Regions from separate parts of the Mus musculus genome. Here region 2 is linked to region 1. A link is a contact called in public promoter capture Hi-C data. All regions are on one chromosome and are shown on one strand. Each heading gives the region's core, a stretch centred on a gene start, on an enhancer-like site or on the middle of the called end of the contact. The rest is flanking DNA. Distances are from core to core; before and after follow the strand shown. Region 1 overlaps Gm38601 (a long non-coding RNA gene). Region 2 holds the start of Krtcap3 (keratinocyte associated protein 3).

Region 1 (2,828 bases), core at 128-2,627:
AAAATCAATAACAAACACACAGGCTCTGGGGATTGAACCTGGGTCCTGTTTGCAAGGCAAGCACTGCTCTGTCTGAGTCACCTGTCCAGTACCCTCTGTGCCATTTCCAACAACAACAACAAACCACAATTATTTTTATTGGATGGGGACAGTCATGGATACTGGGAATCAAACTCATACTTTTGGTTGTAAGCCTAGCCTTTAACTGCTGATCCCGAGATTTTATTATTTTTAATTATGTGGTGGGTGAAGTATGTCACATATGTGTGGGTAACCCTGGACAATCCCTTGAAACTGGAGTTACAGGCTGTTGTGAGTACCCTTATATGTGGGTGCTGGAAATCAAACTCTGGTCCTCAGGAAGAATGTTATATGCTCTTAACCACCTAACAATTTCTCCAGCTCCAAATACTTTAGCTTATGCATACTCACATGCATGTTGTGAAATATCCAGAGTAGATGTGGGAACCAAACTTGGGATCTCTGTAAGAGCATTAGCCTTAACCACTCAGCCACTCCAGAGCTCCAACTTGTCCATATCTCTAAAAATTACTTTTTTATTTATTATGCCAGGTATGGTAGCACACACCTTTTATCAAAGTACTAGGGAGGCAGGGGCAGGAATTATCTCTGTGACTCCTAGAACTACAGTGAGGCCCTGTTGCAGAAAAAAGGGCTGTGTGCGCGTGCGTGCATGTGTTATGTGTGTGAGTATTTTGCCTTCATGTATGACTGACACATGCCTGCAGTGCCTGTGGAGGCCACAAGAGGTCAGACACCCTCCCATTCCTCATTAGAGTGCAATGATTCAGTCTGCAAGGCTTCCAGTACTTTTGATCCCTAGGCCATCTCCCCAGTCCCTGGGTGGTTTTTAGTGAGTCAGGGTCTCACTGGGTAGCCCTGGTTGGCCTCAAACTCCTTATGTCTCAAATTTAGATTTGCCTGCCTGTCTCCCAAGTGCTGGAATCAGAGGTATGACAGTCTTACTTAGCTGCTATAGGTAGAACCAAGGGGGGGGGGGGGGCTTGAACTCATGATCCTCCTGCCTCTGCCTCTTCAGCTTAACACACCAGCCCGCAGTACCACAATTATACACCTCCCCACTCCTGTCCTCTCTCTGTTTTCCAGGACAAGGTTTCTCTGTGTGGCCCTGGCTGTCCTGAACTTGCTGTGTAGACTAGGCTGGCCATGAAATCAGAGATCCACCTGCATGAACCACTACCACCACTAAGCACCCCTGCCATTTCTTAACCCAGATCATCTTGACTTACTATCTCAGTGTACTGCAAGCTCCTGACTGATCTCCCTGCTAGTAGGACAGTGCTTCTCCATCTATTCTGGGTGCTGCCTCCAGCCTTCCCCACAAGCTCAGCCCATTTGTCTTCATCCTGTTTTGTCTCTCACCAGCCAACATCCCTACCATCTGTGGGATGGTGCTACAGGGTCAGCCTCCTGCCAGATTTACACGGGAAACTTCAAACTCCACTCTTCACGGCTCTCAGGCCTTGACACGCCTAGTGGTCAGCTAGGGGGTAGGATGCAGAGCTCTGGAGGGCCACTGACTTTCAAGCAATTTTCTATACTTGCTGTAATTTTCCCAATTTTCTATAACCTCGAGGAGCTGGAGGTAAATGACGAGCTGTCTTTCGATGGGTTGGATAGGTTTGAAGGATTCATCTAAAATACCCAAAGAAATATTAGATCTGCAAAATGCTTAGGTCAGCACCTGACACAGAACTGTTAACTGATCCCGAAAAAAAATAGGTCAAATGTCTTGAGTATTGAGGTCAGGAAACTGACTTCAGGCGGCTAGTGAGAATCACACAGCACACTCAAGGTGGCTTCTCGGCAGATGGAGAAAAGTCTCAGCCAGACATGGCGATTTAATTAAAATGTTTTCTTTGCTAATAGCTGCTTTCATTTTTATCTCCTTGTATTCTAAGACCTAACTTCTGGCTGTAGGGGAGTTTATTCAATTTAGAGCTGTGTTATGATTAGGAGAGCCAAAGCAAGCAGGGCAGGAACACCTCCCACCACTTAGCAACTAAGGAAAATGTGCATGCCACTTGGCAGCAATACCGCTTCCACACGGGGAGGGATGGCTCCAAGTTCTGCAGAAATCTGCGGCAGCCTCATGGGCTCCAGTTTTACACTTGTACAGTCTAAGTGGAACAAAGCACCGGTAAGAAATATCCTTCATGTGGTATTGCTTGCAGCCGGTCAGGCTTACCCCTCCGGTTGGGGAATTGGCTGGAAATGAGAAGATTCAAGACAGGAAGGGGTTCATTCACACAATAGCAGGCCTGGCTGTCTCAGCCCTCTTTAGAACATAAAACTGTACCTAGATCCACTGCTCTTCAACAGCACCCATGTTCCTTTGAGAATTGATACACAAATCTCAGCCTATGGTATCTCAACCCCACCCCCACCAAGCGGGAACCCTTTGCCAAACCTGGCTCACCTCTGTACAGCAGACCATTCCACCCTCTGCCAGGCTGTAGTGTACCTGAGATCTTTTACCCAGCCCTGCGCCTGCCCACCCGCCCTTTCTGAGTCATGGTCTCTGCAAACAGGTTCCATTTAGAACACTTCAGTTGCTCTCTGCTCTCCCGCTACTTCATCTGTGTAGCCCGTCTCTCCTGGTTTTGGATGTCTTTAAAGCCAGAAATGACCTGTTCCTTTTTTTTTTTTTTTTTTTTTTTTTTTTTTTTTTTTGGGTTTTCGAGACAGGGTTTCTCTGTATAACCCTGGCTGTCCTGGAACTCACTTTGTAGACCAGGCTGGCCTCCAACTCAGAAATCTGCCTGCCTCTGCCTCCCAAGTGCTGG
Region 2 (2,828 bases), core at 216-2,715, 170 kb before region 1:
ATTTATACCACCCTAGGGTCAGGGCCCCCGTGCGTAGTAGAAAACACCTGTGGACTGCGCCTCAGAAGAACACCTGCCTGACAAAGAAAAGAGCCAACCTGAGTCAGAGAGCAAGCAGCGTAGCCCCCGTCCCCAAGAATGCATCCCACCCCAGGGCCTTCACCTGACCTAAACCCAGGTCTTCTGTAAGGCCTGGAAGTCCTGACGGCCATGGAGCAGCTGCACGTTCTCCTGCCTTTTACACTCGGGAAGTTCAAGCTCTGTCAGTTCCTGCAGCTGCCCAAAGGAGGGAATTCAGTAATTGGGACTTAAATTGACACACCAGCTCCTTTTCAACACAACCAGGGTATGGAACGAGCCCTTCCTGTTCCTCTTCCTTACCTGTTCCTGCAACCCTTCCTTCCTGCAGGGCCCAATTCCCCGTAGCGTGAGTGCAGCCACACAACAGTAACCAGAAAGAGCAGCCTCAGCTGCAGACATGAACAGAGAAGGGATCCAGAGAGCCAAAGCTGTATCCTAAAACCCAAAGTAACAAAGAGGACTAGGCCTTGGAGCAAAGGTGAGGACCAGAGTTTCTCCAATAGCAAGAATAAGCTCACATAAATTCTTGTGGGATCAAAGGAGCAGTCAGTGTGTCCAGGCCCCTGGTCCAGCGGTATGGAAGGATCCATCAGTCCTGGGTGGCAATCAGCAATAAGACGGCGGCCACCATTGGCAACAGTGAGCGATACAGCCAGGAGGAGGCCCATGGAGCAGGCAGCAGACAAGAGCAGGTTCACCAAGGCCAGCGTCAGCAGGGCCCAGTGCTAGTGGGGTAGAAGACCTGGGTAAACAGCCTGTTTGTTTCTCCGTGATACTTCTCTATTTGAGGCTCCTGTCCATTGGTAGTGTGCTGAGACACCTCCTCCACCCTTCTCACCAGTCGTGGGCGAAGAAGGTTCCTGGATGCCAAGAGGGCCACAAGTCCCACTGAAACGCTCTGCGGAAGCAACAAGCCTAATAGGGCTTACTGGCTCTCAGCGCCCAGCCCAACCCGCCTTGCCTGTCCACCCTCCCGCGACGCTCACCAGTAGTCCCGAACCCACAGAAATGACATTGGCTGTGGTGTACTCAGGAGTGACCGCGCCTCGGGGGTTGGCCACGTGCCGCAGAACAGTACCATGCAACACAGCTCCCACCAGGAGGTTCACGTGGCCCACCAGGATCAGCGCGAGTCCCACGCGCATCAGCCGCCTGGGCCCTCGGGCGGCATCTGCAAGGTAGGGGGAGGGGCGGACAGTAGCCGTGCAGGGCGGGGCCCCAGGCCCAGCGTCGCCCTGTGGGACCACAGGTGCGGTAGAAAGCCGTACAACTTACCGAAGGCGCAGACGCCGCAGCACCTCATCGTGGCCGCTCTACTCCCTCCGCCCATAGGCTCTACCTGGACCTGGCTTTGTCCCGACGCCGACCTCAAGCGCCGCTTCCGCGCCGCCGCAGGCGGCTCCACCTGGCCCCGCCCCGCCCCTGACCTAAGGCCCGGCCTCCAAGGGGCCACCCTACCTGGGCCCGCCCCGCCCCAACCGAAGCGGCGGTGCCACCCACTGAGCCGCAAGCACAACACAAGATGCTTTAGCAAAAAGTAGACTTTATTACAGCAGCAACTGAGGTGATTCGAATGCCCCCCCCGGGGGGCCACCCCTGCAGCACCACCTTTCTCTCCTGCCCATGCGCCCCAGCGGGATTGTAGAACTCAGCTTCCCCAGTGCCCGTGGGCCTCCTGTCCACACAAGTAGGGCAGGAGGCAGCAGGTCAGCTACTAGCCCCCAGCTAGAAGGTGGCTGCTGAGAAGGCCCAGGCCCACGTCTGTGCAAAACAAGTAAACAAAGTGCAGAGGGGAGGAAGAGAGGGGAAGGGGCAGGGTGATACTCAACCAGGGAGCCCCTAAAGCCCTCCTAAATAATATGGGCGCGAAGGGTAATACTGACTGGGGAGAAGGGACAGGAGGACTGCAGCATGCCCAGGGACAGCCACAGCCTGGCTAGGGGCCTGGCTCAAGTGAGCTCTACGAGGAGACGGTGACAGTGGCTGTGTTGAGTGTACTGTTCCTGGTGAAGTTGAACTTGTTGAGCGTCTCCTCCAGCAGAGAAGTCAGGCGGCTCTGATCAGCCTGGGGAAGCAGCTCAGTAAGGCAGGGCTGAGAGAGGGGGGGCAGGGAGGCACCCAGAACACAGGCAGGACCCTCACCTCACTAATGAAGCCCAGCTGCACCAGCTCAGCTGCCAAGTCCGGGATGCTCTCATCTGACAGAGAGACAGGAGGGGTGCTTGAATACAGTCTGGGAGGATCAGAGCCCTGTCAAGTACTGTCCCTGTCCCTGTCCCTGACATGTCCCCTCAAGGGATATGGCTCATAGATCCTCCCTCCTCCAAAAGAAAGGAGAGGCTCACTTGGCATCAGGTCACAGCTCAGGTGCCGGTTCAATTTGTCCTCCAGCTTCAGCAGAAGTGTTAGCTAGAAAAAGGACAATCAGAATGAGGCTCCTTCTCCCCAGCAGGCCGCGTGGTCAGCCCTGGGAAGCCCCGCCCTGAGCTTACATGGTGTTTGACTCCCTCCTCCACAGATTCGATGTTGCACTGCATCAGCACCACCTGAACAGGACAGACAAGGAGGACAGTCTAGAGACTGCTCAGTGACACCCCTGAGACTTTCCGGCCCACGGAAGAAAACGGTGGCCAGCAGGCAGAAATGCATTCCATACAGGACAGTGCCTTAGTTAAGATGTCTCTATCCCCATGGCCAAAAATACAATCATACCAGAGTCCCCACCTTTCGTGTCTCCACTTCAGCTG

The links. Promoter capture Hi-C pulls out the DNA fragments that hold promoters and counts their contacts.
Region 2: a promoter capture Hi-C map of hippocampal neurons shows a contact between it and region 1, with 6 times the contacts expected there. The contact joins the promoter of Krtcap3 here to the enhancer-like site in region 1. A contact is called at or near these places in 6 of 39 promoter capture datasets (the 3T3-L1 cell line, hippocampal neurons, liver and 1 more), 4 of 484 Hi-C or Micro-C datasets (embryonic stem cells, female germline stem cells and liver), 2 of 115 datasets of contacts at active chromatin or transcription factors (embryonic limb bud and pancreatic cancer cells) and 3 of 9 other capture datasets (adipose tissue, liver and pancreatic islet).

What each region holds. Positions count from the first base shown.
Region 1 is chr5:31,079,515-31,082,342 of GRCm38.p6, reverse strand. It overlaps Gm38601 (a long non-coding RNA gene), which reads left to right. Exons shown (of 2, transcript XR_868326.1): 2 at 937-1,910. Among named protein-coding and RNA genes, the nearest start is that of Gm38601, 2.9 kb to the left of the region's middle. Within about 2 kb of position 1,377, at least 15 of the 459 cell types and tissues checked have an H3K27ac peak or open chromatin away from gene starts, as enhancers often do. A contact at or near this core is called in hippocampal neurons, where this site is marked.
Region 2 is chr5:31,250,343-31,253,170 of GRCm38.p6, reverse strand. It overlaps Krtcap3 (keratinocyte associated protein 3), which reads right to left and starts at 1,465. Exons shown (of 7, transcript NM_001363337.1): 1 at 1,357-1,465; 2 at 1,068-1,252; 3 at 920-979; 4 at 600-806; 5 at 382-516; 6 at 169-276; 7 at 1-77. The coding sequence starts at 1,384. The coding sequence ends at 169. It overlaps Nrbp1 (nuclear receptor binding protein 1), which reads right to left. Exons shown (of 18, transcript NM_147201.2): 14 at 2,806-2,828; 15 at 2,574-2,627; 16 at 2,427-2,490; 17 at 2,224-2,279; 18 at 1,608-2,146. The coding sequence ends at 2,042.